Linked DNA regions of Mus musculus: region 2 is linked to region 1. The links are chromatin contacts, called in public Micro-C maps. All regions are on one chromosome and are shown on one strand. Each heading gives the region's core, a stretch centred on a gene start, on an enhancer-like site or on the middle of the called end of the contact. The rest is flanking DNA. Distances are from core to core; before and after follow the strand shown. Region 1 has its middle 77 kb from the start of Gm32305. Region 2 overlaps Tbca (tubulin cofactor A).

What was found. A called contact is a pair of places that touch in the nucleus more often than the background predicts.
Region 2: a Micro-C map of granulosa cells shows a contact between it and region 1, with 1.7 times the contacts expected there. The contact joins two enhancer-like sites. A contact is called at or near these places in 1 of 484 Hi-C or Micro-C datasets (granulosa cells), 3 of 115 datasets of contacts at active chromatin or transcription factors (embryonic fibroblasts and embryonic stem cells) and 3 of 9 other capture datasets (adipose tissue, liver and pancreatic islet).

What each region holds. Positions count from the first base shown.
Region 1 is chr13:94,616,893-94,622,718 of GRCm38.p6, reverse strand. No RefSeq gene overlaps it. Among named protein-coding and RNA genes, the nearest start is that of Gm32305, 77 kb to the left of the region's middle. Within about 2 kb of position 3,043, at least 2 of the 459 cell types and tissues checked have an H3K27ac peak or open chromatin away from gene starts, as enhancers often do. A contact at or near this core is called in granulosa cells, where this site is marked.
Region 2 is chr13:94,803,666-94,809,491 of GRCm38.p6, reverse strand. The region is part of intron 1 of Tbca (tubulin cofactor A); the gene reads right to left. Among named protein-coding and RNA genes, the nearest start is that of Tbca, 18 kb to the right of the region's middle. Within about 2 kb of position 2,526, at least 31 of the 459 cell types and tissues checked have an H3K27ac peak or open chromatin away from gene starts, as enhancers often do. A contact at or near this core is called in granulosa cells, where this site is marked.

The sequences.
Region 1 (5,826 bases), core at 1,794-4,293:
GGTAAATTGGGAGGCGGAGGCGGGAAGAGAGAGAGAGTTTTAAGTGTTTGTATAAAAACATTTTTATTTCTCCTTCAATCTTCTGTGATCACTTAGCTGGAGTCACAGTCTTTGTAATTTTCTTCTCTAAGTACTTTGAAGATATTATTTGCTGCATTGTGGCTTTTATTGTTACCATAAAGAAGTCAGCAATGGCCTAAATATAGCTTCTTTATAGAGCACCCCTTTTCTCTAAATGTATCAGATTATTTCTATTTGACTTTAGCATCTCACAACCTTCCTACCCTGTGTCAAAGTGTGGAACACTTCATCTTTTTTTTTTTTTTTTTTTTTTTTTTTGGTTCAGGATCTTACTGAGCAGGCTTTGGCTGCTCTCTATTCATTGTCCTCCTGCCTCAGCCTCCAGAGTGCCGTGATTGCAGATATGGGCCGCCACACCCACTGCACCAGTTCTAAAATTCCTCAATGAAAGTAGAATCAGGAAACCCAGCTCTGAATCAGACAAGCCCTCTAAAAATATTTATAGACTCCTTTGAAAGATTACGCCAGAGTGTGTCCTGTCTGTTCTCAGTAAACTATTGTCTAAGCTCCTTTGCTACTGAATTGTACACAAGTCATCTCCTCTCCATTTGTAGATTCCAATCTTCTTTATCAAGCCCAAGGTCTCCTTTCCTCCAAAGCACACTGCAGTGCCTGTCTTTGGATCAGTCACTTCTCTGACAGACAGGGCGAAATATGACCTTAAAAGAATATGAACTATAGAAGTCATTTTCAAGAGTTCATGCTATGCAAAGATGATTGAACAAACAGATGAGGGGAAAGGCACAAAGATATCCTCATAGAAGAACTCCAAATGATGTATGAAGGTATTCTTCCCTCTGGAAAATGGAAACCAATCTCACCACTACTCCTGAGCGGGGCTCGTTCCAGAGAGCAGTGTGTGCGGAGACTAAGAACCTGGCAATGAATGAATGGCCCCGGCCCCCGGACAAGGTCAACATCTCCAGAGATAGGGCTGTAGCCACAACATAGGCCCTGCAGTATTGTGGCCTCTTCTCCAAACTTCAGTGCAGATGTGAGAAAAATTAAAGCTATGAGGGGCTGGAGAGATGGCTCAGAGGTTAAGAGCACTGACTGCTCTTCCAGAGGTCTTGAGTTCAATTCCCAGCAACCACATGGTGGCTCACAACCATCTGTAATGGGATCCGATGCCCTCTTCTGGTGTGTCTAAAGAGAGTGACAGTGTACTTACAAACATAAAATAAACAAAATTTTAAAAATCAAGGTTATGAGACAAAAAAAAAGCCACCTACCCCGCATTTCTTAAAGCTCTCAATGTCTTAAAAACCAAGGAAAGACCAAGAAAGACCCAGGAGAGAAAGCTGTGGTGACTAAACACTTATGGCATCCAAGGACAGGAACAGTGGAGGAAGCTGGCAGTTAAATCCATTACAGTGTAATGGTCCCTAATTAATAAACAGGTCATACAATAGAATATTATTCAGCCTAAGAAGGGAGCAGGTACTGATACATGTTACGTTATGCTCAGTGAGATAAGCCAGAAGCACAGGTTACGTGATAACATGGTTCCTTCAGATGACATAGAGAAGACAGCAGTCTATAGAGTCTAGTAGACTAATGGTTGCCAGGACTTGGGACAGGATAGGAAATAGGATGTCACCACTTAGCAGGAATAGTGTATCCTTCCAGGTAATGAAATGTTTTTGAATTAGACAGACATGGTGGTGTGCAATATTATAAATATACTAAAGTCCAATAAATTGTTCACTTTCAAATGATTAATGTATGCTATCTGAATTTCACCTCACTGTGAAGAAAAAATATATATAACCTACATGCGAGCCCTGACTAATGTCTCAGCCAAGAGACAGAACAAAAAGAATTAGCTGTGGACTCTTAGATGTAACTGTCCTCTAGACACACGGGCCTCTGGAAGCTCAAAAGACCAGGTGTTAGTCTGCAAACCTAAGATTCTCAAAAGCTGCCATGGTGGAAAGGAGGGTCAAACACCAGGGGAACTTGCCTTTAGGGACCATTGTATGGACTGTGTCTAGAGAGAACACTGACTCAGGCAGGGGTGCTTTGCCCCTCGTTCTGCATACTCTTCTATTGTTCTTCCAAAGTTAGTGTTCTCCACACTCAACTCAACAAGCGAGAGCCCCAACTCTGTGTGTGTGTGTGTGTGTGTGTGTGTGTGTGTGTGTGTGTATGCACTGAGTCCTCAGAGTTTTGCATGATGTCTGGTAAGTGGGAAGGTCTTATTTGTGAATTTTGGAAAGCATAGGATATTATAATGGTAAAGGTAGTGTTAAAGGATTCTATTTTATTTTGTTTGATAATGTGCAGTGTTGCAAACAAAGTCTGGATTTTTATTATATTTATAACTTTTTTTAATTAACTAAAATGGAAGGTGGGGATATACTTAGTGGTATACTGGTATGCTATTTTTCACCAACACACACACACACCACCAACACCACCACCCCACATACATACCACCCCCCCACACACACTACCCCTATACACACACACAAACACCACCCCTTACACACACTACTCCCTACACACACACACACACACACACACACACACACACACACAATCGCAGCATCACACAAAGCTCTCAGTTTGGCTATGGACCCCAGTCCCCATCCCTAATGTTTGAATAGTATTTGTACCTTGTCCCGTTTACAGAGATGTTATGAGAATTCAAGAGATGTTTGTTAAGAGCCTAGCATTCACATAACACTTTACTTGATACACGTAAGGACTGCCCTAGCAAGCTGTGTTCTAGTCAGGTGGTGATTGGCGGGGAACAGGGTGAGGGATGAGCCAGTGTGTAACCCCAACTTTATCTTAAGAGTCTAGGGTGAACAGAGAGATGAACAGAGCCAGGCCTGGCCCAAAACATGAGGCTCCAGGGGGATTTGATGAGAACAAAGCGCTGGGTCACCTCTCTTCTCCAAGTCACTCGAGGTCAATTGTAGGAGACTTATTTCACACTGGACAGTCTCCACCCCACCCCATCTGGCACGGATGGGTTGTCTTCCCTCCTGGTGTATCTCAGAAGAGAGACTGACTGGCCTTTGTTTAGTCTTCCAAAAAAGCAAAACACCAGCCACTTCAAACCTTGAATATTGAAAAGAAAAAAAGAAAAAGAAAAAACAGTGGAGATAGAGGATTGTTTTTAAACCACCCACATGCCAATATTCCAAAACAATGTCTTTTCTTCTTTCAAAACAAACCAGAAACCCTGCTCGTCTTAGTGCTGTGTATAATAAAAAATAAAAATAAAAATTACAAAGCTTCTCCTTTTCTGCCTTTGCATCTTGCTTTTATTGGGACAAAATGCGAAATAAACTTCCTTAATTCCAAACAGTGTTGCAGCTTAGGATTCCATTAATGCATCCTTTTCCCCCAGGCTGTGCAGGGCCCTCGTTTGCAGTCAGTTCATTTTGCACTGATGTATATTTCATTGCCCAAGGCTTAATTTTGATTTATTGTCCATCCATAAATTAGAAAAATATGCTGTGGAATTCCATCCCGCCGAAAAGCTGTACCTGATGTCGGGGGACTGGGTGATATTTAAGATGTCAGAAATACATATTGGATTAGTGCGCTTTGTTTCCCCACAACAGCAGGTGTTTAATCATAGCTGATGGCTGAAGTTAAACGCATTAGGACAGCAACAGCCCAAGAAGATGGAGTTTTTCTAAGCCATACAAACTCCGGGATAAATAACTCAAAACTAATTGTGTGTCCACGTCGTAGATACATTTTTATTTACTTAATACATTAAACAATGAAGATAGCCTCTGGCGCTCAACTCCATGTTTAAAAGCTTGTACAAATACTTTATGCTAGTGAAATGTTGGCTGTTTAAACACAATTACCATTTCCCTTACCGGCCCTCCGGTGGCTTCATATAAGATATTTCTTAAAGCAGGAAAAAAAATCTCACAGCATTTCTGAGGTAGAGGATTTTCAGGCTTGCTTTTGGTTGTAGTTTCTGAATGTAATTAGAATAATTTTTTTCTGTGTTAAATGCTCGTCTTATTTAAAACAGGCACCGTGTGCCTGTCAGCTGGGCCTTTCCACCGCCCTTCTTTGTAATGTACCTGTTCCCTTTGCCATCTTGTTTGTATTAATTAGAATTCCGTGTATATAGAAAAAAATGATCAGGCTTGGTGTGGAGCAATTTAACTGGAGGCTGAGGAGAAGATGCTTAGGAGAGCAAACATTTTCAAGGTGCAACCGGTGACCTGTAACAAGCTGGGGAGATTCATGGCGAGAACCGTGTATTTTGACACAACACTGATTTGATTAAAAAAGAAAGTAATGGATTTAAACAGTCACTATGAGGATGTAGGCAGACTTCCGGAGCTTTCTGCAATTTACTTTGCAGACCATGGATGCAGCCACAAAGAGCTTGTTTGCTGCTGCTGTAAAGAAGAGATTCATACACAAATACACACAAAACCGGAGTGACTGGAGCCAGGGACCCTCGTCCTTCTTTTGGTGTCTATGAAGGAGCGAGGATCAAACCAAGTCAAAGCAAAGGCTTAGGTCATTTTGAGAATAGGTTTAGATAAAATTTAAATTTGGGTGTTTTTAAAGGAATTATTTTGTAGTTACACTCAAAAGGGTCATTTGTGAAGAGAAAAATGTAACTGTCTGCATTTTGAGAAAAACTAAAATTTATATTAGAGAGTGGAAGTACTTAATTCGCTTCCTGAAGATAAGTAGTCTGATTCCCCCAAGGTGATCTAACATCCCTAGATGCACTGCCATATCAAAAGTAATTCTGTAAAATGAAAACCTTTAATCTTGGGGGGGGGGTGGAGAGATGGCTCAGAGGTTAAGAGCATTGACTGCTCTTCCAAAGGTCCTGAGTTCAATTCCCAGAAACCACATGGTGGCTCACAACCATCTATAATGGAATCTGATGCCCTCTTCTGGTGTGTCTGAAGACAGCTACAGTATATCCATATAAATAAAGTCTTTTTTTTTTAAGTGTTTGGTGAAAGAAAGAAAGAAAGAAAGAAAGAAAGAAAGAAAGAGAGAGAGAGAGAGAGAGAAAGAAAACAACAACAAAACCCTTTAATCTTTAAAAATGCCCTAAACATCTCCAAGGCATGTTGTCTCTCACTCACCCCACCGTTCCCCTCCCCCCAACATCCCCATCAAGTCTCCCTCCCAGCTTTATGTTCCCATTTTATAATTATTTATTTGTTTAATTTTTTTTGACTCATTGAGTCCCATTAGCGCCGCCCCTGTGCATGCAGCTCTGCCACTGGAGGTGAGGCCCTGGGAGCACCCTGCCCCGACCTATGCGGAGGTTTGGACTGGCTTGACCTTGGGTAGATCCTGTGTAGGCAAACAGAGCATCGGTGAGCTCATGTGTGCAGCAGCCATGTTGTGTCAGAGGACAGCATTTCACTCACAACACCTCTCCCCACAGTCTGGCTTTTATGTTCTTTCTCCCCACCCTTCTTCAATATCCCCTGAGCTTCGCAGAGGAGGTTGAGCTAGATATTCTACCGCTGAGCAATCACAGTTCCTTAGGTACTTGAGTAGTCTCTTGTAGGAACCACTACCCACTGTAGTAAGAAGTTTCTCTGACCAAGGTCCGGAGCAGCACAACTGTGAGACGAAAACATAAATACTTAACAGACAGCAATAGTTAGAAAGACAACATCAATTGCCCTTGCTGTCAGTGGGGGCTATCATTTCCATAGCTACCGGCTTCAACCGTATTTGTGTAACCAGACGTTAAGTCCCCTCCAGTGGGGCATGAGTCAGTTG
Region 2 (5,826 bases), core at 1,277-3,776, 190 kb before region 1:
ATCAACTTAACAGTTCTAATTGCCTTGTTATCTGCTCTGGTGCAGTGGTAAAGCCCCTCGATATCCCCTTTACCTTATAACAAGGAGAGCCCATATATCTCAGCCCAAAGGAGACTACGTCCACCTTGCAGATGAGCAGAGGCATGAAGACTTAAAGCTCTCTGGAAAGCCAATACAGTCTATCACTATTTAACTGTTAGTCAATGTTTCTGCCTATCTCAGCTCACGTTTAATGGGGCTTTTTATTGTTATTTTCCACAATAAAATTCTAATGGTGGCTAAATGTCACTAATTCTCTTCTGAGGTTAACACACACATTGCAATGTTACCTGGGAGATAAAGGGATATGGTAGAAGCTATATGGGCTTTAGAGTCATAAGACTAGTCTACATGGGTTCAAATCCTGGATGTGACTTTTGCTATCTATGTGGCTTTAAGTGTGTTACTTGCCTCCCCAAACCTAGTTCCCAAATAAAATAAAAAGGCCACTATACACCACAGGAGTGGATATTATTACTGGCCAATGCTACAAAGACATTAAATATTCAGTAATGCCCTTCTCCCCCCACTGGCCTCCACTTACTGGCTTCTGTTGTGAACCAGCCAGTTGACTACTTAGTCCACTCACCAACTTTCTGGTAAAAAGCTGTTGTAATAACTTGTGAAACCTTTTTGGTGAGTTGCAAACACAATTGGCTCTTTTTCTTAGGTTTTGTGGTTTTTGTTTCTGTCTTGTTTTTTGAGACAGAGATTCATTATGTAACCCTTTCAGGCTGGCTTTATACTCATTATGTAGTCTGGAGTAGCTGAAATTCACAGCAATCCTCCTCCTCAGACTTCTAGTGCTTGGTGGGAAAAGAACAGAATAGTATTTGAAATACCAGTGAGCACCATGTGTAGCAAAAATATTCCATTGAATTTTGTTTCAATTTTATACATATGCCTACATTTGTATTCATTGTCATAACACAAAATAAAACGTATTTCTTACTCTGATTTGGATCAAAATAGTTTGAAATATGCTGCTCTCCAGAAGGCTGTCATCTTTTGACTCTTCCTGCCAATCCTTCCCACTACTGAGCCTTTAAAGATCAGGGTTTCAAATTCAAGATGCTGCCCAACTCTGCTCCTCTACATAAGCAGTTAATAGAAACTTGAGGTTAAACTGCACTTTATGCAGTCATCTCTCTCTTTCCTCCTGCCCCTCCCCCTCCTCCATTTGAACCACAGTAGCAAGTTAAAGGTTCCTGGGGTAGGGGCAGAGGGACAATAACACACTAAAGGACTTCACAACTAGAGACCTGGTCACCTAAACAAGACAAGACAAAAATCTACAGAGTACTTCATAAGATACAATTGTTTCAGTAAATATACTGACCTTTAAGAAAATAACTTATTTTCCTAAAACACATTAAATGGGGGTTGGGTTAGGGCTTTAAACAGGGGTTGGATTAGGTTTATTAGTAAACACTTTCCCCAAAACGTGGTGTGTGTGTGTGTGTGTGTGTGTGTGTGTGTATGAGAGAGGGAGAGGGAGAGGGAGAGGGAGAGGGAGAGGGAGAGGGAGAGGGAGAGGGAGAGGGAGAGGGAGAGGGAGAGGGAGAGGGAGAGGGAGAGGGAGAGGGAGAGGGAGAGGGAGAGAATGAGCTGAGATGATGATATTTAAAATATCAACATGGTGAGTGAGTCTGATACTAGTTATGTCCAATGTCTCTCCTTCTCTGAGTAAAGACTTGCTCTATGACTCCAGAACACACAGCGCATACCCCAAACTGGCCTTGAATCTCAACTCTCCAGCTTTAGACTCTTGAGTGCTGGGCCTGCAGGGTCATAGCACCACGCTTAGCTTTCTGTTCCTTAACTGTAGGACTCCTGCATTTCCCTACTGGCTCCTAGGAACACAATGTGGTAATCATTTTTCTACAACCAATGACCTCACCACAACCAGTTTCATCCTTTATAAAAAATGATATATATATCCAGGGTACCAAGTCATTCAAGAGTACTCTTACTCCCTTTCAGCCTTTAAGCAAGTTAAACTCAATTTCTTCATTACATTTTTTTTATATACGTAATCACAATGGAAGAAGGCTAAACATATTAACTAACACTGCTGTTCCAATACCTGTGTATGCTGCCAAATCAAAAGAGGCAGGTAGCGAGGAGAGAATTTAAATGTAGAAACCATTGCATTCACCAAGTAATTTATAAAGGTGGTATGTGACTGACTTCTTGAGTTGTTCTCATCACCTGGTTTCAAAATAATATGCTGTATATTACTTAGTTGCAATTCAAAGCAATGCTACATATGTGCAATTTTAAAGACTGGCTTTGCTACTGGAGTTAATTCTGGGTCACAAACTTAGTTTAATTACAATAGCACTATACTGTAGTTAACAATCCCTAACTGCACAGTTGTAGCCATAAAATAGGGAAGACGTCATTCTGAGTTTTCACAATAGGACAGAACTGTGCTGGTATGGGGCAGGGGGCAGAGGGCAGGTGGGGGAGGGCTACTGCTGGCAAAAACTGAACAAGAGAGCTCTGGTGAAAGGTAGCCAACACTAAGCACAGTGTCTTCCACAAGTAAATGGTCAATAAACAGCTGCTGAAATAAATGCAGTGGTGCAACCTTGGGCTCAGGAAACGTACCACAGTCTGGACCGGCTGGCTGTGGTATTAGCAGCCGGTGGGGAGGCACGAGTTCTTATCTCATTCCTTTTCCCACCCAAACTGTTCAAAATTGTTCTCTTGGAAAACAGGTGTCCCTGGGGAAGACAGAGCAATTTTTTGAAGGCTGAGATAGATGCCTAACTCTGTAAGAAAGATGAGCTTCTGTATACCTGCCACTGAGGAAAGGGTTAACTTTAGATGGCTTCACATTTCCTGCTTCCCTCGGCTCAGCGTCTCAGCGTTTCCACTCACTTCGTTCCCAACTGGGCATTTCAGCAGCCTGTCCACACTTCTAACTTGCTGCTAAGATGTGTTTCACTGAGTGTGGTGTGTGGTGTGGTGACTCAGACCTCTCATCTCAGCACAGGAGAAGCTCAGATAAGGGGGTAACTGAGATTCTGAGCCCAGTCTGGGCTACACAGTGAGTTTTCAAGCTAGCCCAGATTAAGAACAAGACCTCAAAATTATTTAAAAACAAACAAAATTATGTTTTATTGTTTCAATTATTTCTGAATTACAAAATTGTAGCCAAGCAGAACTGAAAAAATTGATTATAAAAAGTAATACAGAAAAAGTATTTATTTTAACGTTATAGGATATATCTATTTTGAAGTAGTGTTATAATTGTATACATTTGATTCTAATTAAAATGTCAATCTTAGCCAAAATTAAAAAAATAATAATTAAAGCTCCATACTAACTTTAATGCTACTCATTACCTTAAGTCAAATGCTGGGCCGAGGGATGTCACTCAACTGGAAGAGTGCTTGCCACATTTCTGAGCAACCCTGTGCTTGAACTCTACCACTGCACAAACTAGACACGCATGTGGCACAGGCCTTTCATCTCAGCTCCTGAGAGGCAGCAGAGGGCATCCGTGACTAATTATTAAGTTCCAGACCAGCCTAGAATACATGAGAGACTCTGTCTCAAAAATAAAAAGTCAAATTATCACTGTGGCTAAGTCTTTCAGTTGTTACCCTAATGGTCACAATAACATAAATTACACAGGCAGTCTCTCATAAATACTTTCTTCAGCTTTAGGTTTTTGTTGAATTTCTTCATTCCTTTTCTGTCTTTTTAGTTTTGAATATGGATAAGAAACAACAGAAAAGCATTTGTATACATATAGCTCTCGTTTCTTGTACTATGCTACTAAAAATGTACCACTTGGGCATAGACATAGATTAGGTGCTATGATTTTACTTAAGGATATCAAAATAGAACTACTCTTCCTTCAGGCAGAGAGGTCAGAAGTCAGGGGTCAGGAAGCTGGAACTGGCAGTGGGTGGAAAGTGAAGAGAACTTCCTACTTCTAGAAAGCTGACTTGGATCACACTAGACATAGGCTGGAATAAAAAATCAAGACCAGTCATCCTGATTCAGCAGGAGAGAAAAAATCCAATTAAAATCTGAAAGGAATTACCAGTAATAAAGTCTCAATATCAAGCTTTGCACACACACTTTAAACCAGTTTCTGTTGAGCAGAAAGAGAGCCAGGGCTGAGTGTGTGCAACTCCGAGCAAGACAATGACCCACCTGAGACTTACAGAAAACAGACCTGGAGCTAACGCTATTGGTCAGAGGGAAAGTTGTGACAGAACAACCAAAAGCTCACAGGTAAATGCACAATGTATTTTTATTTATTTATTTTTACTTTTTTGGTTTTTCAAGACAATGTTTCTCAGTGTTTTAGAACTCTGTAGACCAGGCTGGCCTCAAACTCACACCTGCCTCTGCCTCCCAAGTGCTGGAATTGAAGACTCGCTCCACCACTGCCTGGCAAGAAATGGAACTTTAAAAGGGAACTCTAATGACGAAAGATGAAGCCCAAAGTGATCTAACAAAGAGATCTCATAAATGCTTGTTGTCTAGAGGTGAGAGCTACTGAGGGAGACAGGTTTCCCTGCGGTGGTAGTGTTGTTATATTTTTCATGAGAGTAACATATAAAGGCAGCTACTACATGAATAAAAGTCAGTCAAAAGGACAGAATGAGACTAAAGAGATTTAAATCCTTAAAAAGAAATTATCAAAGCCCCCAAACTCTGAATTCACTCAAATCACACATTTTCATCTACTTCATCTGATATGTCTACCATTTACTTATACAATCAGCTTCTTCAAGATAAAACTGTTCCTAAGATCAAACTAATTCATCAGGTGTGGTGGTGGTCCTAGCACTTGGGAGGCAGAGCTGAGGCAGGTGAATCTCTGTGAGTAAGTCCAGCCTGGCCTACAAATCAAGTTCCAGGTCAGCCTGGGCTCTGTTACACAAAGAAACCCTTCTTGGAAAAAAAAAAAAAAATCAAGCTAATTCTTTGTTTTAAAGTGCTTTTAATTAATTTTTGGTATACACATACATATATGCAAGCCAATAGAATACGTGTGAAGGGAAGAGGACAAGTCGTGGCCGGCTGTCCTCTCCTTCCCCCACCATGTGGGCTCAGGGATTGAACTTAGGTTGTCAATCTTGACAGTTCCTTTACCTGCTGAGGCATCTTGCTGGTCTAACCTAATTCTCTATTTGCATTACATTTGGAATTATTATCATAACATAAAACATCTATTTTAAAATACTATAAAAATAATGCACATAAATACAAACTCAAGACAGTACTCCAACTTACAGAGAACTGGCATTAAAGGTCACAAAATATTTTTAAGAAAATTATAATTTGTAAACTCTCCTCATATACACATATATTCATGGGCAATATTTTCAGATATTGAATTCTTTTCTGGGGTAAATCAATTACTTAAAATATTATAGAGATCTGAAAAATACTGAAAAGAAAAGCCTATAGCCTTCCTATAGTAATTTTTTAAAAAAAAACAAATCTAAGAACCGTGACTTTCATGCATGTAACCGTCTCCATGAGGAGAAAAGCACGCCTACCTCTATTCCTCATGTAACTTCTACACAGAACTGATAGCAATCAAAATGAATGCCAAGTAAAACTAGTTCCAGGGACACCAAGAACAGCAAGAGCACAGGGAATCTAGGCTTACAGCAGGCAGCACAGGCTTCCGAATATTCTGGAGCAGACACAGCAAGCGTCTCTCACAGTTCACTCATGTACCAAAGGCTCAGGAAATGAATATGAAAGTGCTAGTCATTCTCTAAAAGGCTAATGCCTATTAACAGCTTAAAA